Regions from separate parts of the Mus musculus genome. Here region 2 is linked to region 1. Evidence: chromatin contacts called from public HiChIP or PLAC-seq data. All regions are on one chromosome and are shown on one strand. The core of a region is the stretch at or near the end of the contact, and the rest is flanking DNA. Distances in the headings are between cores, read along the strand shown.

Region 1 (7,912 bases), core at 2,891-5,390:
TGAGAAAAGGCAGAAACTGAAGTCCAAAACCACCAACCTGGAGGTTGGGAGAACCAGGCCGTCTGGGTCTGACTTTATACTGTAAACCAATTAATTACACAGACGTTCTTCTGCATGTTATTTTCTGAGTCATTTTGTCTGTGTAGTCCTGTGAACGTCTGCTTACTAGCTGGTGCAGTCAATGTGCGTGTTTGCGCGTGTGTGCATGCGCACACCCGCCCTCAAGTACCTAGACCCTCATCTGAGTGTAGCTCGGTGATAGAGCACTTGTTTAACCTGGGCAAGGCCACAGGTTCAGACTCTATCTAGCACTTAAGAAAGAAAAAGAGAGGGAGGGAGGGAGGGAGAGGGGAAGAGAGAGAGAGGGGGAGAGGGAGAGAGAGAGAAATTGTCTTTTACAGCTTTAGAGAAACAGGCACCTCAAAGGTTAGGTTTAAATACAGTGCATAAGCTCCCAGTCGGCTCATTTATGTCAGGCCTGAGACTGCGTCTGCCTCATGGGTGCTCGGAGCAAATCATCTCAAACATCTTGCCTCTCTCTGCTCAGCAGCATGGGGTGGGGTCGGATAGGAAGCATAATGGTGAGAGGGGGTGCTTTTCCTCAGCTTGTATCTGATTCTGTTCACTAGAACAGCAGTTTCTCAACCCACTCTTTTCAGAGCTGTGTGAGTAGGGCTCTTGTCTTACGGTCTGGCCATCATCTCCATGGACAATGGATGAGAACTGTTAAGACCGTAACTGTGTAAGCAATGGCTGTGGGCCCCAGCCTAACCAAGTCACTTCTACCAACCCATCTAAGGCTCAGGGGACATTGTGGAAGAGGCAGCAGGAAGTATGTAAGAGCCAGAGATGGGAGGGGGGCTACAAAAGCCCATTCCTTACACTAGACTACAACCATGAACACATCAACTGTAGTTACCTGTGCTGAGCCCATACAAGACCAGCCCTACCTGCTCAGTCAAGGGAAGGGGAAGGCCTCACAGGACCCAAGTCCTCACTTCTGGACTACTGGCTATTAATAGAGTCTGGGTTAGGAGGAACTACTGCTGTCTTTAGTCATATGCCCTCTTCTGAGCCCACCTTGTTCCAGTGGTCACACAGATGGCCCGGGTTAAACTCAGTGGTTCACAAAGCAAAATGAATAGACACCAGCTTGATAGATTTGTAGGAGGGGAAAAGGGCAGACGTAGTGAGGTATGAGTGGTGAATGTAAGAATCCATATGTGGAAACGTAAAAACTAATAGTTTTTCTGAGACAGTATATCTATCCATCAATCTATCTACCTACCTACCTATCTATATGTATGTGTGTATATATATATTTATCTGTATATGTATTTACTGTCCTAAATGTATATATGTGTACATATTCATATGTATATATGAATTAAAAAGATGTAACCTACAAAATGTTAAAGTCGGCCATGGCAGAGCAGTGGAGAAAGGGTGAATGAAGGCAGACCCTCAGTCTAGTGTACCCCACTTGCTGGTGAGCTCGCTTTCTTATGCATCTTTATCTTTGGCTATGAACTGTGTATGGTAGGAGGAGTGGTTGCCAGGAGACGGTGCTGCCAGCGGTGAGGGCGAGCTGCTGGAGAGGATGCTGAAAAACCCAGTATCCTTCCAGCGCCTGTCTGAGTTCTGAGCTTTTTAAAACCAGAAGCTAGTGTGAAGGGCCTCACACAGAATCACGTCACCCTCCCACGGTGCTCTTCCCTTGGCCCCAGTGTCTTCATGGGCCTCAGGCTTCATCAAGACTACCCAGCCTAAATACCAATATTTTGTAAACAAAGTTATGGACAGCTCAGATTTCTAATTGAAAGTAATCATGATTTCTATGTGGTGGTGTAATTACCTAAAAAAAATGTTATTTGATGATTAAGATTCTGGAGTGAATTGTGTTCTCTGGGCTTCCGCTCCGTTCCCCCATCAGGGACCTGGTTTCAGTGGAGTGCAGCTGTTGGAGTTGATTTACAGAGCTGCGGCTGTGGCTGGTCATAAATAAATCCTCTTATATAGTTGTTATGAACACCTGTTAGATCATCTGTCAGCAAAGAGCTGTTCACATTTATCATGGTGCAGTAGTTATTTTACCCCAATCCATTTCCAGCGGGCTCAGGCTCCATCACAGGGTTACTATCACCACACATAATCGCTCGTTCCCGCTCCATGTTACAACTTGCAGATAAAAGATTTCACTACTTGGCCAAATTTCATAAATAAAGGAGCAGTTCAGTGCAGTAAAAGTTTATTTTTGTCATCATTTGTCACCCCATTATTCTATAAATCAAGTGGAATAGCACTGTTGCCAGCTCAGGCGTTGCTGTCAGCCTTAGGCATGGAAATGGCCCGTTTCTTCCTTTTAGATGAGATGACATGTCTTTCAGACTTAACTGGCTTATGGCTTTGTTTCACCCATTTTATTTTATTATCCCTTCAGAGGGATCCTTGGGGAACAGAGAGACTTATGGAGTGAGATGGAAACAGAAAATAGAGTAAAACACCGTGCTTAGTGGACGGATGGGCACCCCACCTCCTCCGCTCATTAGAAACTTGACCAGACCCCACACTCCCTTGCCGTGTACCCGGCTGCAGATGCACTTCACAAACTTGTAAGCGTTGGGTAAACTCTTATTTTGGAAAGGTCATTACCACACGGAGTTACAGATAATGAGACAGCCTATGTGTGTCCTTGGAGATCTCTCGCTTTGACAGACTTTATGCAAAGAAAAGACTTACAGGTTTGTTTTCCAGAATTCATCTGAAGCTCTAAAATGGAACAGCCCTACCCCTGGAGTCCTGTCAGCTTTGGCATGCTGGAAGAAGGCCGCATTTACTAGCAAGATGGAAGCTAGCTCAGGCCTGAGTTTGAAGAAGGAAGTGCCCCTGAGTTAGAGGGGGAGGCCAGGGAGGCTGGAGGGTTGGGGTAAAGATAGAGAAGGGTTTATAGTTGAGACTTGTGAGTTGGTTCTAATTCCAGGTACAGTCTCCATAGTCATTATGTAACTCATAAATTCAATAGAGTGTTTTACTGATTCTATAAAAGTGACAGGAGGGGGGTTTTATGCTGTAAGTTTCCTTAGTAGCTCTTCCTGTTTTATGTTGAAGTTCTCAGGCCATTATGTCATTAAACTCCTTGGAGTCTGAAGGGCTTGAGGCCCCCATGTCTTTCCTCTGCACACTTGACCAGAACAAATGTCAACCCGGGCTGGCACAGGTCACCATATACCAAGAGCCAGTGGCTAAAGAGCCCGGAGGCCAAGGTGGTTGGAATCTGATGTTTCCTGAGATGTAGCTTAGATCTGTTCAGATGTCTAGCACAGAGCAGACCCGTCTGGAGTTGGAGGGAAGGTTTAGGTAGTGGACTCAGGCAGTGCCAGAATTCATGTTAGAAAGTCCTTTAACTCAGGGGGAAGGACCTGCTGGTTGGACCTGCTGGAGCCCGAGGACCTGGGACGTCTCTGCATTCAAGAGCAGCAGTGTGGACCGTTGGATTCTTTGCCATCACCCACTCCAAGTCTGCTTAGTAAAGTTCTAAGCAGATTCAAAGTTGGGAGCTTAGGGAGTTGGGCTAGCTATTGGTTTTGAAAGGAAATGCCCGACCTGGCTCTCTCCTGTCTGTCTGCAAGGGGTGAAGGAGGCTTCTGCTCCAGGAAACTTTGCTCCCTCCAGATGTTTGTTCCAGAATTTCCACATGGAAGCAGCAACTACTAATTCCCTGGCCAGAGTGCCCGGAGGCCTTAATCTAAAGCCTCGCATCCCGCCAGCTGTCTGGCACTTGCTATTATAGGGCACCAACAGAGAAATGAGGCTGTGGCTTTATCAATGCACCCTGGGTGACAACTTGATTTTCTGCTTTCACCGCAGGCAGCGGCAGCCCAACATGATGGGGCTGTTAATTTGTGCATTTCATGGTGTCTGTCAGGGGGTCTGGGGGAGGAAGGCTTCAGGGGGGAAGAGAATGGAGCATGGCCCAGCCGAGGAAGCACCTGTCTGCATTGACGGCACAGAGCACTTCTTATTAGCGTGCAGGTCTCTAAATGCAGCCCTGGGATGACAGCCTGGCATCCCAGCACCCACACACTGTGACAGGCGCCGGCAGCCGGTCCCATTGTTTGCCCTTGATGAGCATGTCATTAATGGAAATGGAAGAAAGTAAGGACCGCATCAGAATTCAAATAGCCTCTATTCTCTCTGCCATTCACCCGGCCGCTCAGCCTGCTGCAGATTTCCTTCTGCGAGCCCCACTCTTAGACCCCCCTTTTTAAAAAACAGATTTATTCCCATCCCAGACAAATCCTTTCCATGTTGTTGCTGGTTTCTTCCAATCCCGTGTTTACACCCACCTCTTTAGACTGGATTTAGGACGATCAAAGGAGGCTTGGGTTCTAGTGTCTTGCAAAGGTCTAATTAGCAAAATGCATGCTCTTTGCAGCCAAGAAAATGCAAGTTGCCACTTTTGAAACCCATGTGTCTCCCTGAATGAGAGTGAACCCATGTGAGTCCTGAATCTCCACCAGGAAGGTTCCCACTGCTGCCCAAGCAGTGTCTCCTGGATCGGGGGGGGGGGGGGGGGGGCGGGGGAGGGGAGGCAGGCCTCTGGCATGGCCTGCCTAGAAGACAGTAGTAGTTTCTCTTCTGAAGCGTATAGCAAGTGAAGGGAAGCGGCTGGTAGGTAGCTCACTTGGTTGGCAAGAGCCCTGCTTCACACGACCCGGCTGTTCACAGCGAGGCGGAGAGTGGCTGGATTCTGAGCGCATGTTTCCATCCTTCAGACCTGTGTTGCTCTGTTTGCTTAATAATGTAATTAGTGCTCAGGGGGAGAATATCGACGCCGCCAGCAGTTACTGCTCCTCCATGCATACCCAGGCCGGCCCTGCTGCCCGGCTTGGCTTTCCCAGTCACCTGGCTTTGAACTCTCAGCTGTGTGCCCCTCCTACCTTCCTACACCCCAGAAACTCTTCAACAACCCACCTCCACGCGCATCCCACACAGCCTAGCTCCGCGCAGCTTACACATTCAGGTGGAATGGCCTCGACAGCAGCTGTTAAACCACCCTGCGTTCTCTCTGACCTTTCAGTAATGACAGGTCAGCAGAGCGGCTTACAGTGTCCCCTCTCTGACATTAATCTGTCAGCGGTGTCCTCTTCCTAGTGTTAATCTGTCAGTGCCTTGGGCTGGAACTCCCCAAGATTCCACTGTCTTGGAAGCTGGTCTGTCAACAATCCTGCAACTCTGTTACCAGCTTTGAAATGGGCCTGGGGTGAGGCCCCAGTCCCACCAGGCCCCTCCTTAGCCTAGGTGGGGATGAAGAAAGGTGATCTTACTCAGCTCTTTGCTCCTTTGCATTGTGTGTTGCACTGGGGTTGTCAGAGGCGCCATGCCCATGTATGGCCTCCATGGCAAGGTCAGCATGCAGTGCAGCATGCAGTGGTCTCATGCACAATCCAAATCCCCACCCCACTGCAGTGGACCTGGGAACAGATGCTTACGTGTTTATCTGGCAGAATCCCCCATCCCTTCTCCATAAGAAGCCCAGAGGGGTGATTATAGTTTAAAAAGTCAAGTCATAAATCGGGCTTTTTCTACTCCGTTGCTTTGCAGCAGGAGGAATCCACAGAGGGTATTTAAAAGGAAAAGGGGGGGGGGAAGAAGGGGAACCAACACTTTAGAGTTAGTGCTGCTGATTGGAAACAAATTTCACATTTGATTAATTATTAAGGGGGCCTGTTTAATAAAATATAGAGTGTTTTTGTCTCTCTGCAGTCGTTAGCATGACCTGGGGCCCCTGGTTTGGAGGTGAACAGAAAGCTATTGAGGTACAACAATAAATTTTGTCCCCAAGGGTTTTTTGCAGAAGTGGCCACAGGCCCATCCTGACAGATTTAAGACAGACATCCCTCTGCTGACAATGAGTGGCTCAACTGCAGTGCCTTCCCTTGGTGAGTCCCAGTTACCAGCCTCAAGCAGATATACAAATAGAAACGGATTCATTGACCTCCGAACAAGCTGATTCTCTACTTTCTTCAGAAGATGATTTCCCTAAAAGGAACCCCTCCAGAACTTAGTGTTCTTGATGGCTTGCTGGTTTCCAAAGCAGAAAGTCATCCAGGGATTTCATTCACTAAATACACCACTTTGAAAGCCCCACACAACCCTTCCTCTGACTCTTACTTGAATTTCACTGGGACTATCAAGGTCTATGAGGAAATACCCTGTTAGAAAGAATTGGTTTTTTTTTCTACTGCCTGAATAAAAATTGTAGTTTTATCTATAAGGTTATCTATATTGGGCCTCTTTATTGGCTACATGAACTCAAACTCATTTAAAGACAGTGCCATTTAATTAGCAGGAATGTATACACTAAGATAACTTGAGTAAGCATTCAGAGGTTGAATTTGTTCTGTTTCCCACTCTGTCTTATGCTGTGCAGGCATGATGGAGGAAGAAGTCAGACGGGCACGTGTCTGCCTGGTGCTGCTCTGTGGCCTTCCATCATGTCTGCCTACCTTTGCAAGCATCTTGCCTGGCACTTCCGTGGAATGTTCCTCTGGGTAAGGCAGCATGGAACACCACCTCCAGTTTCTTTCTGACATTTGATGGGAAAGGACAGGCTCTCCCCTATGTGGGGCCTGTATGGAAGTCACAGGCTGTCCCCAGAGGTGCAGATACAAGTCACAGTCACATGCCTTCAATCCAGACCTACACCGGGTAGACCTATAGCTTGACCATCCCATCATGGCCACATATTTTGAAAGTGGAATCATAGAACATTCTGGAAGGAATTTTATAGCTATCCATTTGCAGCATGGAAAAAACATTGCAAGGCTGAGATGAAGTGAGAGAAGACACCTTGTTCTTCAAGCAGTTCCCAGTCTCCACCCCTAGCCATACGCTGGAAAGAGCCCAGTGGAAGGCCACATAGCCTCAAACTCTATTCCCATTCTTTCTGGCCTTTGTGGGGACCACCACTGGACCAAAATAAGAACATGGTATTTTTCCCTCTGAAGCCCCAGAAATCAGGAAAATATATAAGAATTCCGCATGTGAGAAGGAAGAAAATATTGAAAGCACTAGTCCTTTTATTGTTTATCTTACACTTCTCAGATATATTTTGTATGCAGCTAATATGTTGGTACCGAACAGCCATAAATATTCAAGCATAACTAGTGAGCCATGTATGTAATTAGTAATACACTATAAGTCATAATTCAGGTTAAAGTAGACAGTCAGTATTATACATCACAGTTCACAACTACGCAGTTGACTCTTCCCTCAGAATTCCCTGGAGACCACGGACCCACAGCATGGCTCCTAGAGGCTGCCGCTCTAACTGCTAAGATGGGGAGCCCAAAACAATGGTCAGAGAACCTGCCAACTTTTCCAATAACTGAGACCTGTCTGTCAAATCACCAGGAAATGTGTTCTTCCCAGACCATAATGAAACTTCTGTTAGCATCTTCCACCTGCAACTCCATTTTCCTCAGGGCCATTTAGACAAGAACAGAGCTCAGGGGAAGGGAGTAGATTCCTTCCCAGGTGGGTTTACTGTGGGGACCTAGGTACAGCCTTGGAGAAGGTGACAGGCCAGGTACAGGAGCAGCCCTGCCTGCTGCAGTGGGAGGAGGTGGGGGTCAGGGGTGGGGGTCCGGGAGGGGCTGTGCAGAGGTGGGTTGGCATCGGGGTTCACCTCATTAGGAGTGAAGAATGACTCCTGACTCACAAAAGGTCATCGCCTACTGAGGTAGATAAATTACCTCAGCAGAGTTGGAGGACCTATTTGGTAAAGAAGTTTTCATTAAATCAGAGATTTTTATGGCTTCTATTTTGTTGCATAGGAAAAAAGAAATAATTAGCAATTGACAAACTAAGTGCAGGGAATAAAGTCGCGTAATGTTATTCTAATGGGCCC
Region 2 (7,912 bases), core at 3,387-5,886, 130 kb after region 1:
ATCTGTAGTATTTTAACCTCCACTAACAGTTATGAGATCAGTGTGTGGGCCAATTAACTATGGAGCTTTTTTTTTTTTTAAACCAAGGCTCCATAAACACACTGGTTTTAAATGTCCTAATTAGTAACTTGCTCATTAATTAACTTTCTGATTAATTGTGTAGCAATCTAATTTGTAGATGAGCCACTTAAAGAGTGATACCTTGTAATTCTTTCTTCTGTCTTTAAAATTCCCCCGTAAAATGTGATTTTGTACCCAGCTGGCCTCCTGGTTGTGGAAAACCCATGCTTAAGAGATGCTGTGCAGTTGGCCCCAAACTAAATTTCTGTTAATCTTGCTCTGTGTGGATGGAAGATGTCAGTTGGAGGCTGAGGAGGTGGGAGAGGACAGGGTTCAAAAAAAAAAAAAAAAGAAGGAAAGAAAGAAAAAGAAGAAGAAAGTGAAAAAAAGACCAAAACAATGTTATACCGTTGAGTAAGAAAAATACTTTCTCCTCCTGGAAAAGAAGGTAAAATGGATTTAGGCAGGACTTTAATCAGAACCAAATATCTTGATTGCAAAACCATTTAGGGGAAAAGAAAATATTTAAGAAGAAAACTTATTGTGGCCTCCACACCCCTATCATGGACTATTCCAGACATAATTTAAAACGGTGGACAAAAGGGCCAAGCATGGATTTCAATAGAAGCCCTCCCCCCAGCCTCCCCCCCCCCCCACCTCCACGCACTGGAACATCCAGGCTGTATTATTAGCATCAGAAAGGGCGACCAGTCCGGCTTCCACCAGAGCTATTGTTGCCAGGGTGTGTCGCCAGTCCTGTCCTGCAGAAAGCCTTTAGCCCTGATGGCAGATGATTCTCTAAGTGAATAGAGATGAAGGCAGGGATATTAAGTGACTCTATAAAACATCCCGGACACAATTGTGTGATTGATGGAGGACAAAGTGGGAACAGCAGGACAGAGGATCCTGGGAGAAGCAGCCTTGTCAATGCGAGAAACCCATCTCTGGAAACAGCTTCTCCGGGAGGAGTTTGCAGTCTATTTGTATGAGTAATCAGCTGGGCCCCCTCTCTGTCAGCCCTGTTTACTCACTGATTTTCTCAACAAGACAACCATTGACACTGGATGGATGGGGCTAATCTGGCGCAGAACTGGCGGCTTCGCAGAGGCTACAGGTCGAAAATAGAGCGCGGTGCCAACTTCACCTCGCCTAATCTAGCGGCTAATATTTATTAGAGCCAATTTATACCGCTGCTCTCTCAAAGAGCAAGGAAGGCCTCGGTGCAATTAATAACATAGGCGATAACCACAGACAAACAAATAAATAAGGGTTTGTGAACTGTTTGGCTGGTTTTAAGGATGGATGTGAAGGGGACAGGGTTGGGTTTGCTACCTGGAGCGGGAAAGGAAGAGGTAGTCAAGGTAGCCCTGAAGAAAGGCTGTCTCCCTAGCCAGGCTCATCCAATCTCAGAGCGACAATCGGCTGCAAAGTGGCTTTAGAGCCTACACGAATGTATGTAATTCCACAATGCAGCTAACAGAATCTCTGTACATAGACACCTGCCCTCGCAGAGAGAGGTGCATGCGCACACTCCTGTTGTAAATATCCAGTTTATGCGCATCCCCACCCGCTGAGGGAGACCCAGATTGCAAGACTGCTCTGCACTCAGAAGCCAAGCCTGCAGCCATCGAGAAGAGTGGCTATCTGGAAGCTAGGAAGTGGGGGACTGGGGGAGATAGGACAATAAAATAGGGCACTAAGCAGAGTGGTTTCCTTCTATAACCCACGGTTGTCCTTGAGGCTTGTTGGTAGTGATGCTGCCACAGGCCGAGTTTCCTACAACTGGATGCTTAAGGAGATTTTGCAGGGCCAAGCTGGAGAGAAGCAGATGAGTGTGTGTGTGTGTGTGTGTGTGTGTGTGTGTGTGTGTGTGTGTGTGTGCCCGGGTGGGTATCCAGTCGCCCACAGACTGGCTTTGCAAAGGGTTGGTAAGAGGCATTGTTCCTAACCGGGCGCGGCTTCACCAGGGGCTGAGATGTGCACGCTGACCTTACCGCGGACCTGGCCTGCAGACAGCTGGCTGCGAAGAAGGAAGCCCTTTGCCCTCGAGCCCTGGTTTCCCTACTCGCCCTCCCCGACCCCCTCTGGGCCAGCGGGCGCCCGCGCCTTACTAATTGCTCGGCTCCCTTCATGCACACATCTCCACTAATTTTACATTTCTCATTCTGCGGGTAGCTGGAAAGCGGCTCAGGGAATACGGTTCCTTCTCTTAGCTACCGCATGAATACAGTGAGTGGTGGCCGTCCAAGCCTCCCTGGCTGGGGGCTTTGGTAAATTAGCAGCTTGGCTGTATAATCAGGCATTCGCCATTGAGGCCACAGTACTGTACCCGCTAACCAGGTGAGATTTCATCATCTAATGGGTTGGGAGGTGTGACCGAGCTGCTAAGTTAGCAATTAAACTTCGCAAGTATCGTTCGATTGTTTTTTTTTTTTTTTTTTTTTTTTTGGACAGGCCACTGCAACGTTACCCCAGCTATTGAAAGAAAAGAAATCCCTTTCCAGAATATATACACAGACGGAAATGATTTTTGTGAAATCCATGGAATGATATAAAGGAAGTATCATGTCTAAACACACCGTTTGGATTCTGTATTCTATAAAATACAGGCTATATAGTTACAGAGTTCTAAATCTGCAGTGGGGGGAGGGGTGGTAGCTAGTTGCTGCAAAGGCAGGGAGGGACTGTGTGCAAAATATTAGATAACATCTAATCTAGGATAGAAAAAAAATCTAGGAAATCAGAGATTCGTCCCTTTTGGGCCTATCGTTTAGATTTATTATTGTACCAAGAACTGGTATCAAAGCAAAAGGGCAAACGGTCTCATAGAAGCCCCCCCCCCCCAGTAGGCAGCTCCTCTGGCTCCTGAGGCCTAAAGCTTTGCCATCTCCTTCTGAAGCTCCAAGGTGTATCCATGTAAGATGGGAAAATGGTTGGTGTGAATTAGAAGGCTCAGGTTCCCAGAAACAATAAACACTCTTGCGCTGGGGACAACACCCTGCGTATGTAGGTATGTGGGTCTGTGTAAGAGAGAAAACAGCACAAGACCTGGCTTCTCCCGAGCCCTAAGAGCTTAAATGGAAACATAACAGAAAATATTATTAGCTTTATCTGCTGACACTAGGGACACGGGTTAAAGTATTTTTCATTTAATTTGATAGTGAATAAGGCACTTACAGTACTTGATGATCTATTGATCAAATAGAAATGAGGTGCCAGCAACACCTCCTTATTTAATCCCCATTCCCACGATTAAAAAACCAAGTGAATTTAGGAAAAAAAAAAAACAATTTGCTCAGTAAGTGTTGTGTTATATAAAGAATAGAAAGAGACCCGTTCTTCCAACCTATAAATCTCTCCTTGGGCTAATATGATTGACTACAGGGCACGTGAACCCCCGCTGAACTGTAAACAGTGTTTTAATGGACAGTAATGGCCCTATGATTTTTAGCTATTGTTCCAAAATGACTACCATGTTTATTGCCATCATTAAAAATGAATTAAAGAGTTATGAAACTCCTCAATAATGAGAACTCCGGCAGTTTATAAGCCCTGTTCTGCTCTTCTCAGTTCACTTAACGGGCTGCATCTGCCCAGAGTGGTGCGGGCTGGGTGACACCCACCAGAGACCACAGTTTAGGGAACCCGGGTGTCCAGAACCTTTCTTTTGTCTGATGAGGGCCCGGAGAACTAAGAGAGAGGGAAGGAAAAGAGGCGGTGATGGGATGAGAGGGAACCCAGAAAGCTCTGCCCTTTCGGGTGTTCCCGGTGAGGAGGTGTGGTGATGGATGACTGTAGGAGCCGGGGACTGGGAGGGGACAAGATTCGCTTCCCTGCAGCAAAATGGCCTCGGTCAGGGTGGTGGTAGGGGTACGGATGGGATCCCGGGGTTGGGGTGGGGGTGACCAGAGGCGTGTTCCTAGCCCTAACCCGGCCGAGGAAGGCGCTGTGGGACCCTGTTAGGGCAGGCTGCAGACCCAGGCGGGGTTGCCTGGTCACTGCCCTGTAGTTCCGCGTGGTGGCGGCCACTGCACCTCCCCGAAGCCGGGGGAGTCGCTGGGGACCGCGCAGGAAAAAGGCTCAGCAAAGTTGCTCGCAGCCGGGGCACTGTTCTCCGAGGGGTCTCTGGCTGGAGTCTGCACGTTTCTCTTTGCATTAGCAAAGCCCAAAGTCATCCAGTTTGCGCTAATCACCACAATTAGTCCTGAATTATCACCGGACTCTGACAGACGTTCCTTGTAACTCTCTTTTATTTCCAACAGCCCTAATCAGCCGCTCTCATTACAAACGCTGATTAAACTGCAAATTATCCAGCAGCGGCCCTGTTCCCGTCTACCAGCAGCTCGTTCAATATCAATTAGGGCCGAACGGCAAAGCCTGCAGCCTCCCAGAGCCTCCAACTGCCTGATAGTGGCACTTATTAGTTTGGAAAACTAGGAAAATACTAATAATCAACAACCAAGGGGAAAGAGGAGGCGACAGAACAAAAGGACGGCAGCAACGCAGCCGTAGGGGCGAGCGCGAGCCGGGTGCTGCGGGCCCAGGTGCGCACCCAGCCGTGCGCGGTGCAGGAAAGGGACCGCTTCGCTGGGAGCGCTGGGTCCCCAGAGCAGCCGGCCGGGTGTGCAGACCGCCAGGGCTATTCACTAAGGCATTGGCTTCGGCTCGCCGAGGACGCTTTTTTGCAAATAATAATCGGATTTGGCTATTTAAAAAAAAAAATCAAAACTTCTAGAACCGCCCTTCATCGAGTGCTCCTGCAATCCGTTTCCAATAAGCTGTTTAGGTTGGTACTTAAAAAACATTGACCTTGTCCCGTAAATAAAGTGGGAGCTGATGACAGTTGATTTTATTTACCTATTCTGTCAAATTAGATTTCCATGGCAAAACGCTGCTCGCATAGGCTGCAGAAAGTGCAGCCCCGCGGCCCCTCCTCGCCTCTGGGGCTGAGGTGTAAAGACAAAGCTACTCCGCGCCTCCTTCCGCGCTACCAGCCTGTGTTCTGCATACCCCCTCCCCCTTTCGCCAGCAGCACCGGTTCCCCACCGGAGAAACTGTTCCCACCCCTCAAAGGCAACCAGGATCTGCTAAGGGGCAGCAATTGTAGATAGGTCCTGGAGGGTTTTTTGGTCACCTAGAGATACTGCAGGCTGGGGCCTAACTGCCATCCCCCGGGCAGGGGCAGGGGCAGGGGCAGGGGCAGGGGCAGGGGCAGGGGCAGGGGCAGGGGCAGGGGCAGGGGCAGGGGCAGGGGCAGGGGCAGGGGCAGGGGCAGGGGCAGGGGCAGGGGCAGGGGCAGGGGCAGGGGCAGGGGCAGGGGCAGGGGCAGGGGCAGGGGCAGGGTCTCTAGAGGCTGTTCTTTCCAACTACTTGAGATACCCGCCCCTTCCCCGCCTCCAAATCGAAAACAGAACAAGAAGAAACTAACTAAAATAAAAACAGGAAGAGACTAGATTGCTTATTTCTCTCTAGATTTGAGGAGTCATACATCACGCAGAATGTGGGTGCCTTTGTCTACACCAAAAAAAAAAAAAAAAACCACCAAAAAAACAAACAAAAACCCTACTTATTTATTCACTGTGGGGCTGAGCACCTTTGACATAAGAGTTCCCTATTAGAGACTGCTTACAATGGCCACCAGGCTTCTGTCTGTTCAATGAAAAGCCCTCGGTTCCTTTTTTTGGCTTTTTCTTGGAGGAACCTTGTTACAATTACACTTCAGAATTAAAACTCAGGCAAGGAGAAGGTTTGCTTCCTTCTTTGAACCTGATCACATCTTTTTCCCCTTTTTGCATTGACTGCCAGGAAGCTCAAAGTTCTATCCCTCACACAAACCTGCTCTGTGAGAAAAATGAGCCTTCCTTGTTTCTTAAAGGCCCAGGTTTTGCCTTTTGGTGGGACAGCACACATCTTCTGGACACTGATGATCTTACCTCAAGATGAGCCACACTTTGAGAAATATAGCACTTTTGCAATTGAAAATACGTGGCTTTTTTTTTTTTTAAGAGCCTTTACAAACTTACCACATATATTTATTTCTGGCAGCTTGTTATCCAAATTATGGGAGAAATTAATAGATTTTTAAATATTTCTGCTTTTTTCCCCATTACTGGTACTGGTACCTGTATTCTCTATAAACTGACAACCATCCCCCTAGGCCAGGATGTCATCTTCTGCCCACATTTCTAAAGTAAGATCCTGGGCAAGTTCTCCCAACAACCAGGCGTTAGTGTCCCCAGAGCCACTCCTGGTATGATCTTCTGGGGCTCCTCCGTTTCCTGTGTAACCCAAAGGCCATTTTCTACAAATTGTGTTCTCTTGACACTTTAGAATGTCTGCTCAGAAGCTAATTTTTCACTTGCTGTTGTGAGCTTGCATATATTCTCAAACTTATCCTATTTAAGAACATGGTATGGAGGTTGACTGAGGATGCAGCTCAGTGGGTAAGGTGCAGAGCAACCATGCACAAAGCCCTGGGGCTGATTTCCAGAAGGCATGAAGAAAGCAAGCTGGTTCTCAAATCTACCAGTGGACTGCTAAGCTGCCCCTTATGCCATTGGGTTGTTGCCAGGTTGGGGGCTACATGGTGGCACACACAGAAGTTTCCGGTCATCCTCTAGCCATAGTGAATTTGAGGCCAGAGTATAGAAACTCTGTCTCAAAACATCAAATAAAAACATACAGTGTGTCAGGTACTTGCTAAAATGTTCTTGTTGCCTCTTCTAACCAGGCAGCCACTGCATGACATAGGCACTGTTGTTGTTGTTGTAAGACTTAGAAAGTAAAGGGCATTTGACTTCCCCAGCTTCTGAGAAGAATGAATTATCCTTTCTGTTCTGCCTTCTCTTCTACTTCCTAGAGTGGGAAATTGGGATAAACATTTGGAGTACCTGATTTTCCAAATCTATAATCTTACCTCAATACACATACGACCCCAAATAACATGGCTTTGATAATGAGACTTTCTACTCTCAAAGCCACATCAAAACAGACTGTTGGTTCTCCCCTTTCTTACTGGGAAGGAGAAGGACCTCCCTCGGGTCGTTCCTCCTGTAGTTAAGCTGACCTGACAGTCACTAGTAGCTGTCCCTGTGCCTAAGGAAGAAAACACAGTTCTCTGAGATCCCCTTCTATAATACAATAGCCTGGGACTCTCAGAACAAAGGACCCCCAGGGACATGAGTAAAACTATTTGCACCTACTCCCATATTTTGGAAAGCAGACTTCTTAACCGAATGATGCCCCCAGCGAGCTTTGCTCAAATTCCTTGATAGAGAGGCTAGCTGGAAAAGCAGGGAGGGGGCACATAAGGGTGTTACATTGTCTGTAATAGATGAAAACATTCCCTTCGTCCCCTTAACAATATTGGTGGGGAAAGGGCTTTCCCCGGATGTCTGAGAGCACAAATTAAAGCCCCAATCTCGATGAGCCAGGCCTTATTTTGGATATTTTAAAATCTGATTTTATGTCCCGTCATGAGAACCTTGAAAAATTACTTCCCATCATGACATTTTAAAAATTGCCTCTTATCAGTGAAACTGGAGAATAAAGATGCTTTTAGCAGTAAAATATGGTACAGGATAGAGCCTGTGTTTAAAAAATACCACTGACAAGGACACGTTACAAAAAAAGAGGAAGGAAAAGAAGGCTGCTGTTGGCAGTGGCACAGTTGATCCTCCTTGCCTGAACCTTTGGTGTGCTGACGCCTAAGAGGCCCTTTCTACTGACATGGTACAGTTAGAGGTTATTGTAACCATCTCAGCAATAGACAGGAACTCAGCTGGAACTGATATGTGTGATCACTGATTGATTACCTGCCTGCCTGATAGTGTGTAGTTGAGTGAACTCATTT

Evidence for each region. HiChIP or PLAC-seq counts read pairs in DNA pulled down with a chosen protein or histone mark.
Region 2: an H3K4me3 HiChIP or PLAC-seq map of embryonic basal ganglia shows a contact between it and region 1, with 2.2 times the contacts expected there. The contact joins two enhancer-like sites. A contact is called at or near these places in 1 of 39 promoter capture datasets (hippocampal neurons), 10 of 484 Hi-C or Micro-C datasets (Sertoli cells, arterial endothelial cells, cranial neural crest and 6 more), 14 of 115 datasets of contacts at active chromatin or transcription factors (astrocytes, differentiating embryonic stem cells, embryonic basal ganglia and 7 more) and 3 of 9 other capture datasets (embryonic stem cells, embryonic tail and embryonic trunk).

What each region holds. Positions count from the first base shown.
Region 1 is chr13:94,571,986-94,579,897 of GRCm38.p6, forward strand. No RefSeq gene overlaps it. Among named protein-coding and RNA genes, the nearest start is that of Gm32305, 120 kb to the right of the region's middle. Within about 2 kb of position 4,141, at least 38 of the 459 cell types and tissues checked have an H3K27ac peak or open chromatin away from gene starts, as enhancers often do. A contact at or near this core is called in embryonic basal ganglia, where this site is marked.
Region 2 is chr13:94,705,920-94,713,831 of GRCm38.p6, forward strand. No RefSeq gene overlaps it. Among named protein-coding and RNA genes, the nearest start is that of Gm32351, 7.0 kb to the left of the region's middle. Within about 2 kb of position 4,637, at least 24 of the 459 cell types and tissues checked have an H3K27ac peak or open chromatin away from gene starts, as enhancers often do. A contact at or near this core is called in embryonic basal ganglia, where this site is marked.